Linked DNA regions of Pan troglodytes: regions 1 and 2 are each linked to region 3. The links are chromatin contacts, called in public Hi-C and HiChIP or PLAC-seq maps. All regions are on one chromosome and are shown on one strand. Each heading gives the region's core, a stretch centred on a gene start, on an enhancer-like site or on the middle of the called end of the contact. The rest is flanking DNA. Distances are from core to core; before and after follow the strand shown.

Region 1 (4,180 bases), core at 276-2,775, 170 kb after region 3:
ACAAACAAAACAAAACAAAACAAAACCCTGTTAAGATCTAGCGTGCTGAGCTCTTCAAAGTGGTAAAGTATAGGTTCCTTGGAAACAGAAGGGTCTCTGATTTAGGATTGGTGGGGAGGGAGGACTGTAAGCCTTCCTGGAGGAAGGGACATCTTTACCCAGAGTAGAGTTGGATTAGACTTCAATGAGAGGGCAGGGCAAGGTTGAGGGAAGAGGCCCAGAACTGAAAAAGTATGACAGAATCCAGCAGTAGAAGTAAATTCCATTGGGTTGGAGGGTGCAAGTCATTCTAATTTCATGTGTAGCACTTGTCACTTTCAGATCATTTCTTGTTTACTGTCTGTTCTTCTACCCTCATACCCTCACAGAGAATAGGAGGCCTGGCCTGCTGATTCCTTAGTGGCTGGCATCTATGTCTGTTAATCTTTCTTGAGGGCCAGCCTTGTGTCAGATCCTGTTCTAAGTGCTTCCCTCGCTCCCCACCCCCGCCATTCAACAAAATTCTACTTCTTCAGAGCTGGTTCAAATGCTTTCTTCTCTATGACCACCCCCCTGCCCCGCCCCGTCTCTTTTCCTCACTCCTACTCTCAGAATTAATTACTTCTTTCAGAGGTCCCTCAGCTATTGATCCTTCCTTGCAGCATCAATTATGCATAGTGTCAGTTTGCGGTTTCCTTGTCTCCTCCATTTCTCATTAAGTTTTAAATCATATGAAGACAGTGCATGTTTATCTGTCTCTGTAAGCCCTACAACACTTTGGGCAGGCTTTTACACACAAAACGGGGCTCAAAAATATTTTGAATAAATGATTTAGGGAGAGGTCCACAAACGCCCTCCACTCCCACCCTAGTCCTCAGAGCAATACTTTAAAATAAAAATCTGACCATTTCAACCTTGTTAAAGGCCGATCTTCATTCTGAGAACAGAATTCTAACTCCTAAGCACGATGGTGACCTCAGGGCGCTGTGTGAACCTGCACCCGCACCCCTGTCCAACCACGTCCCTCCCCACACCTGGTCTAATAAAACGACTGCTTTAGGTGACCTGCACGATCGGCTGTACTGATTCATGCCACAGGCTTTTACCTCAATTACTCCCTCCGTCTGGAATGTCCTTTCTTTCCTTGCCTGGCCTGATTCAGGCATGGCCTTCTCAAGCAAGCTTTCCGTCTTTGAATCTAGGCCCTGATTAAGAACTTTTTAAAAAAGTACTAAGTTCAGAAAAGTTTAATATGGTGTTCCCCCATTTATGTGATTAAAAATGAAAACAATACTAAAGTGTAAAATGTAATCTTTAAAATGTCACACAACTTTACATGCATGCTAGATTTAGAATACCGTCTGTATTTACGATTTTCTCTTATTGACTGTCTCCACGCGCACCCACTCTGCAGACGCCCTAAAGAGTGTCTATCGGATCACCCTCAGGTTGGGTCAAACGCTCCTCTTCTCGGCTTTTCGGGAGCAACCCTATCTCAACATTCACCATCTTAAGATGAGCAGACTGCAAGTTTGCCTCTCCCACCAGCATGGGAGCTGCCGAAGCGGCAAGAACAGCGTTTCCGTCCACCGAGCGCCAGGTCACCAGTCAGCTCCAGTCCTATTTTGAGTTGAAGTAAAAGCTCCTCCCTAGATGGCCAGTGCACGTCTTTAAAAAGCGACTCCTTTCCCACAAAGGAAATACGACTGGTTCGCATCTATCAAGGGTTGGCGTTGGGATAAGAGAGTGAAGTATCAGCTGGCCCTGGACAAGGAGATTCTCTGAATTCCCGGACCCAATAACGCGACCAAGCACCGTGACTCCCAGGAAAACTAGCGGAGTGAGCGCGGCGGAGGAAATTACTGACACCGGAAGTCACGTGAGCGGCTGCCCCTAAGGTCGCTATCTCGACAGTCGACTATTCAGCCTCGCAGGCTCCTCTGGCGGGCTTCACTGAGATCCGCTGTTTCGGTGCTCGACTCGCCCGTGCTGCTGCCGCCGCCGAAGGAGGGGCAAAGCTCAAGATGGCGGACAAAACGCCAGGCGGATCTCAGAAGGCCAGTTCAAAGGTAATTTCTGACAAAATTTCGTAAGTCAGCGGGTCTGCCACTGTCGTCTGGGGCCCACAGACGCTTCTGGCCTGTGAGAGGCGATTGGGATTGGGGTCTGCATTCTAGTCGCGACGGTAGGCCCGGGCGCCGCCGCACCGTGGTGCGCAGGTTGAGAGGCCTGGTATCTCCCCATAGTCCCAGCCGGGATTCAGCTCGAGACTGGCGTGCCCAGGGGGTGGAGGCGTGAGTGCTTCGGCCCGCGCTTGGCATTGGAGTGAAATCAGGAATTCAGATTGAGGTCCGAAGCCGTGAAAACGCTCTCCTGTATCTCAGCTTCCTGCGCCCTGAGACCGCCAGACAGCGCCTGGGAGAGAGGCGGGAATCGCTTCCCGGTGCTTAAATGTCTGCAGCTTTTTTCTCGGTTTTGGATCTCACTCACTTCCGGCCTCCCTCAGTTTCCCTCCAAGGAATGAATAACCTCTAGGGTCGCCAGCTGTGAGGGGAGGACCACTAGGGCAAAGACGCGGAGTGGGAAATGCAGAGGCGGGAGCAGCTTTCCTTTGCAGTGCTGCATAGCCAAGGTTAATGTACACTCTACACGTGGTCCTTACCTTAACGGGAAGTAAAGAGCACTTTTGAGGGTAGAGGACTCGTGGTCTCTTTCTTCATGTTGAAGAAACAGTGAAAAGAGAAGCTCCGTAGACTTGTAAGCTACATACGATTAGTAAATTGCATTTGTGTTTACAGGGAACCCTGGGCACGTATTGTGAAACCAGTGAGCTGTGGTAGTAGTTAAGCATTAGTACGGTTGGGTTCTTAGTTGCCATCTTGGGCGGAACATTTAATCGGTTTTTGGTTTGGGTTTCTGGTCTCGAATATATTAAAAGTAATTGGTACTGCCACGAGGTAGTTAAACTTTCCGATGCTGATGCAAGAAGGTGTGTAACACTTTCAGGTGCTAGGGACTGTTACATCTTAAAGAGTGTGTGACTGTAAATCGGCTATTAGAAAGTTAAATTTACGGTAGGAGAGAAGCTTGCGTTTACAGTTGTGAGAAACATCATAACTCGTTTTCTACTTGCTTTCTCTAATCCGACTGTTTATGCCATTTGGTGAACGATGTACACCAAAATAATTAGTTCATAATTAGTAATTGTCTTAACAGACATCGTTTAGTTACATAGAAACTTTGGTGAGGGGCCAGTTTCGGCTTCTTTACAAGGTATTGTGTCAGTTTTTTTTTTTTCCCTCCTCAGTACATTTTCTCGTCTCCCTCTCTTTGGGGGCGAGCTCTACCAACTCTTCTCAACAGACTCCTGACAAGAACATACCGTTAGGGAGCTATTACTATAGCTACATTCATAACAAGTCGTGCATAAGCCTCACAATTTTTGTTTCTTCTCAAAGTAATATTTTAAGTATTCCCTGCTTGAGGTCTTGGATACATTGAAAACATTTCAATGTCTGTGTTCAGGCTTCCTTCTAAAATAGTGCTTCTCATGACTGAATGTATGGCTGTTCTCTATAAATTATTGGATTATCCAGTAATCTTTTCTGTTTATATTGCCTTAGATTATAATCTCTTGATGCTATTAACAGATTTCTTACTGATGTCTGTGAAAGGAATCAGAATATCTTAACTAATTTGGAGGCTGCATAATGTAGTGGGAAGATTATGAATTTTGTTAACAAGAGATTTGGGTTCAAATTCTGACTTGGTAATTAATTATATTTGCGATAATAAGGCAGATTGCTTAAACTCTGGAGCCTCAATTCCCTCATTTGTAATGTAGATATAATTCTTTTTTTACATGGTTGATATAAGGATCAAATGAGATAATGTCTATAAAGTACATAATAAATCTTAATTTCTTTCCCCTCTTCTTTTTTGTTTTTAGAGGAAATAAAAAGTTACTTAGCTTTCAAAATGTCAGGATAAATTTTAATCCTGTGATTTGGAATCTAAGTCATCAGCTGTCATAATGACTGCCCAGATAGCTGCTTTTTATTTCTTTTTCTTTTTCTTTTTTTTTTTTGTGAAAGAGTCTCGCTCTGTTGCCCAGGCTGGAGTGCTGGAATGCAGTGGCACAATCTCGGCTCATTGCAACCTCCGCCTCCCGGGTTCAAGTGATTCTCCTGCCTCAGCCTCC
Region 2 (4,268 bases), core at 183-2,682, 250 kb before region 3:
ACATGATTTGGAGAAACATATTAGGAGTCATCAAATAGCAGATTATAGTTGAAGGCAGGAGAGTGGAAAGGTCATTTAGCAAGATTATGCAGAGCAGACTGCTAATAGCAAAAAAACAATAGGACAAAATTTATCTGAGGGACTGAGGAAGAGCAGCCCATAAATTAGAACACTAATATCTCTTTTTATTTCAGTAGTCTAATTGCCATAGTCAATTAAGAGGAAACATTTTGGAAGAAAAGGCCTTGAAAGCTTGAATCTGAAACCTAGCTCTGATATCTGCTAGCTGTGCCTTTGGTTCTTCAACTTCTCTGTCCCTTTTTCTTAAACAGTGGTAACACTTGTTCCATTCTATGTCATGGATATACTATGAAAATTGATTAGCTTTTTTGATTCAAGTAGTTGTAATGAAAAAGCCATGACAATTAAAAACTATTAGACAACTCTCTGTGGGTCAGTTTTTCTATTCTTTCTCTTGGAATAGCTACAAATAAATGAAAGGTAACATAAACTCTACTGATGAAACCGACAATATATAATCCAAGAACCAATTATTTTTATTAACAGGACTCACGGAGGAAGACAGAAGAGGGAAGAGAAGTATTAACCAGTTAATTCTACTTTAAAGCAAAGTGGCAAAAATATACTCAGCTTCACAATGAGCCTGAAAGATGAAATTTGTAAACCAACTTCCTACAATGATCACTTTTCTTCCTCTTCTTTTAGAGAGGTAGAAGTTATTTTATAAACTAAACACAAAGTATACTTGCCACAGATAAAAAGTGGAAAAAATTCACACACTCAAAAATAGTGATGCAGTTACGACAAGAATGGTCCCTTCATTTATCTTTTTATTCATATATTGAGACTAAATTATTTGGATGGCCAACCAGTGGAAATGAACACAACTGCGCTGCAAAAAGAAAGAGAAGTAGCTATCCCATTGGCTTAATGTCAGCTTTGACTTTGTGTGGAAAGTTTTCAAACAGTTTAAGAAATTGGGAAGCAGTTATTCCAAATGATAATTTAACTGCGGTAGCAGCACAAGCTTATTTATTTCTTGTTCGCAGTAGTGTAGAATTAAAACAAACAAAGCAAAACAAGCTCTACCGAGTCTTTAGGCCTGGTTCAGGGAAGCCTGCCTGTGTATTGAAGAGGTGTGAGAGCCATCAACACCTCTCCCTCCTTGTGGTAAGATACTGGTTTTCATGAGGTTTACAGACAACATTCATTTGCAAATGAAATATTAAATTGTCTCCAAATTTTGGCAACACTCTGTGCACGCTGAGATTTTGTGGACCCAGGGGTCTATCTCTCCAATTTCTGACTAAAATAACGGATCGGGAACTGGACGATCAATACGAGGGAGGTTACATCTTCAATATGTACTATGACTTCACTTCAAAGAAAAAAACTGCCTTTTCCAGCAAGTGATGTCACTTGCAGAAAATGAGAAGCGGTGATTTTCTTTCAAGGGCAGTTTGGGGACAAAATGTAAGGCTAAAAACCAATTCCTCCACGAGTGATCACAAAGAACAGAAACTGATGGGTCAAGTCCCTCGTCTAAGGAAAAAGATTTTCGAGAAGAAAATGAGTGTAGAAAAGTGACCAGAAAGCGATCAGCAGGGACTCTTCCTCCAGCTGCAGGAAGCAAACTCTCGATCGGGGTGAGTGGTAAACCAGGGCCGGCAGACGCCTCTCTCCCCCACGGACCGGCTTCCCGCAGGTTTGTGGCGACTGCCCCATGTCCTATCAACGGGCACTCTGAGGGAGAAGCGCCCAAATCAGCCACGGAGCATCTCCACAAGGGCCGCAGCGGGGGCTTAGGGGATCCCAGCCATAGCGCAGCAGGGGAGGGGAGAGCACGTGAAACCCAAGCCGGAATCAGCGGAGGAGGATGCAGGACCCAGGCTGGGCCTAGCCCTACCTGCCCAGCTCCCGCAGGGCGGGGATCATGGAAGCCAGCTCCAGGCCATGTTCCCCCATGCTGAGGCTGCGAGGCACTAGTCAACCACGCCAACGCGGGTTCCCGGCGTCTCCAAAGCTACCGCTGCCGGAAGAGCGCGGCGCCCGACGGAGCCGTGTGGAGGCCAAAACTCCTCCCGGAAGCCGCTACTGGCCCCGCTTGCCAGGCCCAGCGTCTTTTCTGCATAGGACCCGGGGGAAGCCGGGAAGCCGTTAGGGGGCGGGGCAAGCGGGCGGGCGGGCGCGCGTCGGTCAAGTTTCCCGGGTCGCGTCAGGCTTCTTTCTCAGCACCGAGCGAGCGACGTTCGTGAAGCTTTCGTTTTGAGCGGCCAGACACTGCTGTTCTCAAGCCTGGGAGGCACAGCGAAGCAAGACTTCCGCATCGGGGGAGGATAGGGCTTGAGGCCCGCCAGCCCAGACTCGCTTCACAAATGTGAGAACTATGACAGTTCAGCGAGTAAAGGCCAAGAGTAGACTCCAGGTTTCCCCAGAGTAACGCTCTCACATTTTAAAAGTTCCTCACGTTCCCACCGCTCTTGTCCCTCTTTCTGAGAGATACAGGCCAAAAGGTGGGCTCTCCCTGTTTTTTTCCTTTTAAGCATTTTTTTTCAACTTGAAGTCACTGTTAGGTTTCGTTGAGGACCCTACCAACTTTTAATATTTGAAAATGGGGTTGGATTATATTTGTGTCTCATCAAATCAGCAACAGTACTGTGTGTGGAAATGCCACCATTACGGGCATCCACAACCTGTGATTTAATTTTTAAAGTAAATCAATGGATTTTGGCAATACACATTTTCTAGCTCAACTCAATTTATTGGAAAGATGACCACCATAAGAGATTGTTGACATGTCAAAGTTATGTAGTTAATCACTCAAAGTCATGCAGTATGTTTACATTTGTTCTTTGGTACATGAGGATAGTTAACCGATACAGTATCTTAAAGAAAAAAGTGATGGAATGACAGCCAAATATGCTCTTGCCTCAAGAACTTTGCATTTGCTGTACTCTCTGCCTTGAACACCACTCTGTCATTGCCCTTTTTCCTTCAGGTGTTTGCCAAATTAACACCGAAGAGCCTCATGTAGACTAACATATATACACACTCTGTCTCACCCTCTTTTTTTTGTTAGATACATTGTCTTACTCTGTTGTTCAGGTTCTAGTGCAATGAATGTTGCAATCATAGCTTACTGCAGCCTCAATCTCCCAGGCTCAAGCGATCCTCTCACCTCAGCCTGGGCTCAATTGATCCTCCTGCCTCAGCCTCCTGAGTAGCTGGGACTACAGACATGCCACCACGCCTGGCTAATTATTTTTTGTAGAGACAAGGTCTTGCTATGTTGCCCAGGCTGGTCTCAAACTCTTGGCCTCACACGCTCCTCCCACCTCAGCCTTCCAAAGTACTAGAATTAGAGGTGAGAGCCACCACACCCGGACATACTATATTATTGTCTCTCTCCAGTTAGAGTGTAAGCTCTTGGAGAGCAAGGTCTTGTCTATTTTGTTCACTCTCAGATACCCAGGACCTAAAACTGTGCCTGGCACATAGGTGGTGTTCAGTAAACATTTGTTGAATGAATCACTGAATGTTTTAGGAAAAAGGACATGGGATTGGGAGTTACAGGCCCTACACAAGTTCTCATTCCATCTGCTAGAAACTATATGACCTCAGTAAAGTTACTTAATCTCTTAATACTTCCATTTTTTCATTTATAAAATGGGATTAATAATGTCTACCTCACAAGATTACAGCAAAGATTAAATAAGAGGTGGTAAAGTCATAAAGTGGAATATAATTTCTTGGTTAAAATGAATGAATTATACTACCTATACCAACGATGAATCCTGAAAACTACGTGGATTGAAAAAGCAAATTCAAAGGTATACATAATAGTGTCATATCATTTATATACAATCTTAAAACCACAAAACAATGCGTTGTGTGAGTTATGTATACAAATATGTTTGATAAAAGTATGAAAACATGTTTGGCAAAGATAGATATCAACTCCAGGATAGTTGCACCTGTGGAAGGGAGAGAAGGGAATGAAATGATGAAGCTTCAACGTATCCCTAAGGGTTTTCTTTTAGTAGGATTTGAATTAATTATTATTTAATCAAAATTTAATGTTATATTTGGGTGGATGTTATATTACTATTTGTATCTGCATAGCCAGGATATTCCAACATGTATTAAAAAAAATAGCTCCTTCCCGTCTTGCAAGATGGTGGGGGAAAAAGTTGAGAAGCCAGACACCAAGGAGAAGAAACGTGAAGCCAAGAAGGCTGACGCTAGTG
Region 3 (4,153 bases), core at 760-3,259:
CTCCTGCACAGTCTTGGTTCCCCAGAGACGTCCAGTCTGGCGGGCAGCAATGAGACCCATTTTGCAGCCAGCAGGGTCATCTCTGAGATGGCGGAGGGGATGCCGATGTGCTGGTGGTTGCCACCTCCAAAAGGATGCTCCATAGGGTTCATGGCCACATCCCATACTCGTGGCCACCAGTTCCTCTTTGCCTTATATTTGTGGTAGGCTTGGCAAGCCTTCAAGATGGGTTTGTCAGTTCGGCCACCTCCAGCCACCACACCAGCCACAGCTCTGTTGGCTGAGGAGATAACCTTCTTGGAGCCAGAGGGCAGCTTCACACGGGTCTTCTGGTCTCAGGGTTGTGGGAGATAGCAGTGGCATAGTTCCCTGATGCCCAGGACAGCTTGCTACGGCCTCCAGGTTTCTCCTCCAGGCAGCACTCGATCATACCCTCAGGCATGGTGCCCACAGGGAGCACACTGCCAATGTTGAGCTGGGCCTTCCTGCCGCAATACACAAACTGGCCCGCCCGTGTGAATGCCCTCGGCAGCAATGAAAAGCTCCGTCCGCTTCTTAAACCAGTACGGATCGTGGAAGACCACCTTGGGGAGGGGCGCGCTGTGGCCCGGGTTGTGGATGATGGGTGACTCTTAAATTTAAATCTGGCTTAAATCTCTCTTTTAGTCTGGGGACCCGTGTACCCCTACGCATGGCATATCCACTGGAAAATCTCACGGACACCTCAAACCCAACAAGGCGACAGCCTAATTTATAAATCCACCTCCGAATCCAGTTCTCTACCTCTGTGAACAGTGGCAGTATCCCCCTAGCTGTGCAAGCCCGGGACCTGGGAGGCATTCCTGACACCTCCCTGACCTCCCTAGTCCAATGAATCACCAAGGCCTGTCACTGTTTCCCTCTCATCTCTTGACTCTCTCTGAATTTGTGCCATAGCACAGTTCACCTGGACCAGCACGAGACTCTGGTGACCCCCTGGATTTCTACAATTCATTCACCTGACAGTGGCCACAGTGATCTTTGTAAAATGTGAAACTAATCCTGAACTTTGCTTAAACCCATCAACAGCTTCCCCCACACATAGGATAAACACAAAAATACTTAGAGCATAGGAGAGAGTTTGCAAGGCCTGAAGACGAAACTAGAAAGAGAGGCTGGGGACAAAGTGTGAAGGGTCTGACACACCACGGGAAGGGGTTTGGGCTCCCATGTGGTCCAATCTGGTAGTCACTAGTCACATGAAGCTTTTCAATTTTAAATTCATTAAAATTAAATTAAAAGTTCAGTTCCTCAATATCATTAGCCACATTTTAAGTGCTCACAGTGGCTGCCATATTGGATAGCATAGCTGTAGACTATAAATTTAATGGGAGAACAACACGGTCTACTCGGTGTGGTGGGAGCGGGGTAGGGCATGAGGTCAGGAGAAAAGATAGAGGATATCAAAGATGACCCTATGAGTGAGGCTACTGATGCTGTGGACGTGCTTGGGAAAATAGGTGGAGAATTAGGTTTGAGGCAGAAAATAGTGTGATAAAAACAAGTTTGTATATGCTTTCATTTAAATAGCTACAGTCACATTGTGTCCAGGAGAGAATTACAAATCCATGCTTGCGATTTCAGAGAAAGTTGAGGATGGAGATAAAAGCAAGGGAACCACTAGCTCAATGGGTGTGACCAGATAATTCACTGGAAAGAACATGGACACCAAGGCTTACTGAGCTGAGCTGGAGAAATACAGCAGTTACATGAGGCAGTACACGTCCACACCACACAGTGGCGCACTTGCAGAGTGCAAGGAAACGTTAGACCCAGAGGCGCCTGCCTGTACTCAGCCCCAGCCTGGGTGTACATGGAAAATGTGGGCAATAAAGCTGGGCTTATTTCAGCCTATTTTACATCTTAACCTTCAGTCTTTCCTTCCCGCTTTTCCCCCTCCTCCCTGGGTTTGGATTTTTAGATCTGAGGCCTGAAATCCCAGGGGGTGGAGCTGATAGGCCAGGTACTAGCTACAGAGACCCTGCCTCTCCACTCCCTACATACATGCCTCAGCCCTCAGGCCAGTTTCCCAACCAGCCTCTGTACTTCGTTGAATATTGTTGTTTAATTTACTCCGATTTGAAAATAAATAAATAAATAAATAAATAACATTTTATATGACATTTCGCTGAGAAGCAAAAAAAAAAAACAACCAAAAACCAAAAACAAACATTGGCAGAATATGAAAACACAGATGGCAAGGCCCTAGAACTTCAACCTAAAATATCACAATTCTATGTAATAAAAAGCAAACGACAAGTTTGTCAGTTCCAGAAACAGAAACTTAGGCTTAGAATGATCTGTGCTTCTAATAGGCTTCCTAGTCATTGTTCAATGGTCATAATTTTCTTACCTGATATTTAAAAACTATTAGCTTATAAGCATTCTTACACCCTATACCTTTCTTTCATTAATACAGTCATATTATTCTCTTACCAAAGCTTTCATCCTATTTAACTTTAATTTCAAGGATCTTCCTCCTATTTTTTTTCTACTTTAAAAGAATTCTTCTTATACTCCTAAAGTTTTTGCACAAACTTCCAAACAGGAAAACTTACCCGTGGTTACAGGGAATGTGGTGGTGACAGGCTGTTCTGTAGTTGTAGGCAGTTTTTTTGGCCTGAATTTGTAGTGACCAATAAACCCATCTGCAGTTAAACTTAAGTCTGATAAAAACTGAATAAGAAGTTCATTTCTCTCAGATACAATTGGCCTAAAAAAAGAAAAATGTGTTTTTTTATAAATACTTAAAAGTGGTGCCTCTCTGAAAATGTAAAATTTTCTAGTTTTCCATTAACTTCTGACAATAGATTACCAGTTGTTTAAACTTAAAAGTTAAAACGTTTAAAAATACCAATTCTAATAGCTAACATTTACCAAGTGTTTGCTCAGCTAGGCACTGTGCTTTATGTGAATTGTCACATTCCACCTTCACAACAACCCTATTTTTATCTCTTTTTTTATGGAATAGGCAACTGAAGTTCAGAGAGTTCAAGTGATTTACTCAAGGCCCTATAGCTAGTATGTTGGGAGAGTCAGAACTTGAACCCAGGACCAGATAACTCTAGAGACTGTGGCAGACGTTGGGACATGGCTGGTTTTCAAAAAGCACCTCATGATCTGCCTGATTGGGAAAAGGCAGATTCTCTGAACTAAGACTCTTGCGTTCAAGCTGGCCTGGGTTTGCCATGTTGGCTACAGAGCATAAAATGGACAAATCTGGTGAACAAATTCCCACACTCTGTAAAGATGCAGCCAGAGGGATTATCTCAGTGGACTGATTATCTTTTCTATCCACTCCGGGCTAAGAAAGCCATGCAAAGGACTTCCATTTCATTTTCAATGGCAGTTCTTCGGTATGCCTGAAATGGAAACATTTCTATTATAATCTCCATTAGCAAAATGCTGTAAAGGAAAAAAAAGAAAGTGATGAATCTGTTTTGGTGTTCATAAACGGCATCGATTAAGAGCTCTAATTTTAGGAGCTTCCTGGTTAGCTGGCACTAAAGATTTAGTGGAGATGATAAGTGAGGCTCAAAAGCTCTCTAAAATCTTAGGGGATTACTACATTACACAAGATAGTTTCATTTAAGTTTTGCTATTGTTATTTACATAATGGTTAAAAAAATGCTGTCTGATTAATTCTGTTTAAAAACTAATTCAGAAGTAGAAAAAAATTAACAAGTTATTTAAATGAATTAACCAGTGGTTTGACTGAACACCTTTTTGAGACATCTTCTCAGCCAATCACTTCTTACACATCGTGGACACCAAATAATGAAGCACCTCTTTTTTTTCCCCCTACTGTCAGCTGTGCTGAGTGGGGTTGGGTGGCAGAGAGGGTAGATCTACCTGACCCAACCAGTTAGAAAAACTGCGTGATCTTTTCCATCCTGAATATAACCTTCTGAGCCAGGGGATGAGATGAATCAAAAAGTGAGCTTTGTGATCTACATTTACAGTTTACTATGGGTTGAATATTTATCCCCTCCAAAACTCATGTTGAAATTTAATGCCCAGTGGGGCAGTATTGAGAAATGGAACCTTTAAGAGGTGATTGGGTCATAAGGGCTCTGCCCTCAAGAATGGATTCACCCATTCACAGATTAATGGA

Evidence for each region. Hi-C and Micro-C count contacts between places; a contact is called where the count stands out from the background. HiChIP or PLAC-seq counts read pairs in DNA pulled down with a chosen protein or histone mark.
Region 1: an H3K4me3 HiChIP or PLAC-seq map of stem cell-derived excitatory neurons shows a contact between it and region 3, with 5 times the contacts expected there. The contact joins the promoter of U2SURP here to the enhancer-like site in region 3. A contact is called at or near these places in 4 of 7 Hi-C or Micro-C datasets (induced pluripotent stem cells, a lymphoblastoid cell line and stem cell-derived neural progenitor cells), 1 of 1 datasets of contacts at active chromatin or transcription factors (stem cell-derived excitatory neurons) and 1 of 1 other capture datasets (stem cell-derived neural stem cells).
Region 2: a contact with region 3 is called in a Hi-C map of induced pluripotent stem cells, with 2.2 times the contacts expected there. The contact joins the promoter of PLS1 here to the enhancer-like site in region 3. A contact is called at or near these places in 2 of 7 Hi-C or Micro-C datasets (induced pluripotent stem cells and stem cell-derived neural progenitor cells) and 1 of 1 datasets of contacts at active chromatin or transcription factors (stem cell-derived excitatory neurons).

The regions. Positions count from the first base shown.
Region 1 is chr2:146,209,002-146,213,181 of NHGRI_mPanTro3-v2.0_pri, forward strand. U2SURP (U2 snRNP associated SURP domain containing) reads left to right here and starts at 1,526. Exons shown (of 27, transcript XM_063807232.1): 1 at 1,526-2,048. The coding sequence starts at 2,004.
Region 2 is chr2:145,787,713-145,791,980 of NHGRI_mPanTro3-v2.0_pri, forward strand. PLS1 (plastin 1) reads left to right here and starts at 1,433. Exons shown (of 16, transcript XM_054681122.2): 1 at 1,433-1,667. It overlaps ATR (ATR serine/threonine kinase), which reads right to left and starts at 2,218. Exons shown (of 48, transcript XR_008547125.2): 1 at 1,928-2,218.
Region 3 is chr2:146,035,947-146,040,099 of NHGRI_mPanTro3-v2.0_pri, forward strand. It overlaps PCOLCE2 (procollagen C-endopeptidase enhancer 2), which reads right to left. Exons shown (of 9, transcript XM_516795.8): 6 at 2,598-2,752. It also overlaps the pseudogene LOC107970427. Among named protein-coding and RNA genes, the nearest start is that of PCOLCE2, 61 kb to the right of the region's middle. Within about 2 kb of position 2,010, at least 9 of the 24 cell types and tissues checked have an H3K27ac peak or open chromatin away from gene starts, as enhancers often do. A contact at or near this core is called in induced pluripotent stem cells and stem cell-derived excitatory neurons, where this site is marked.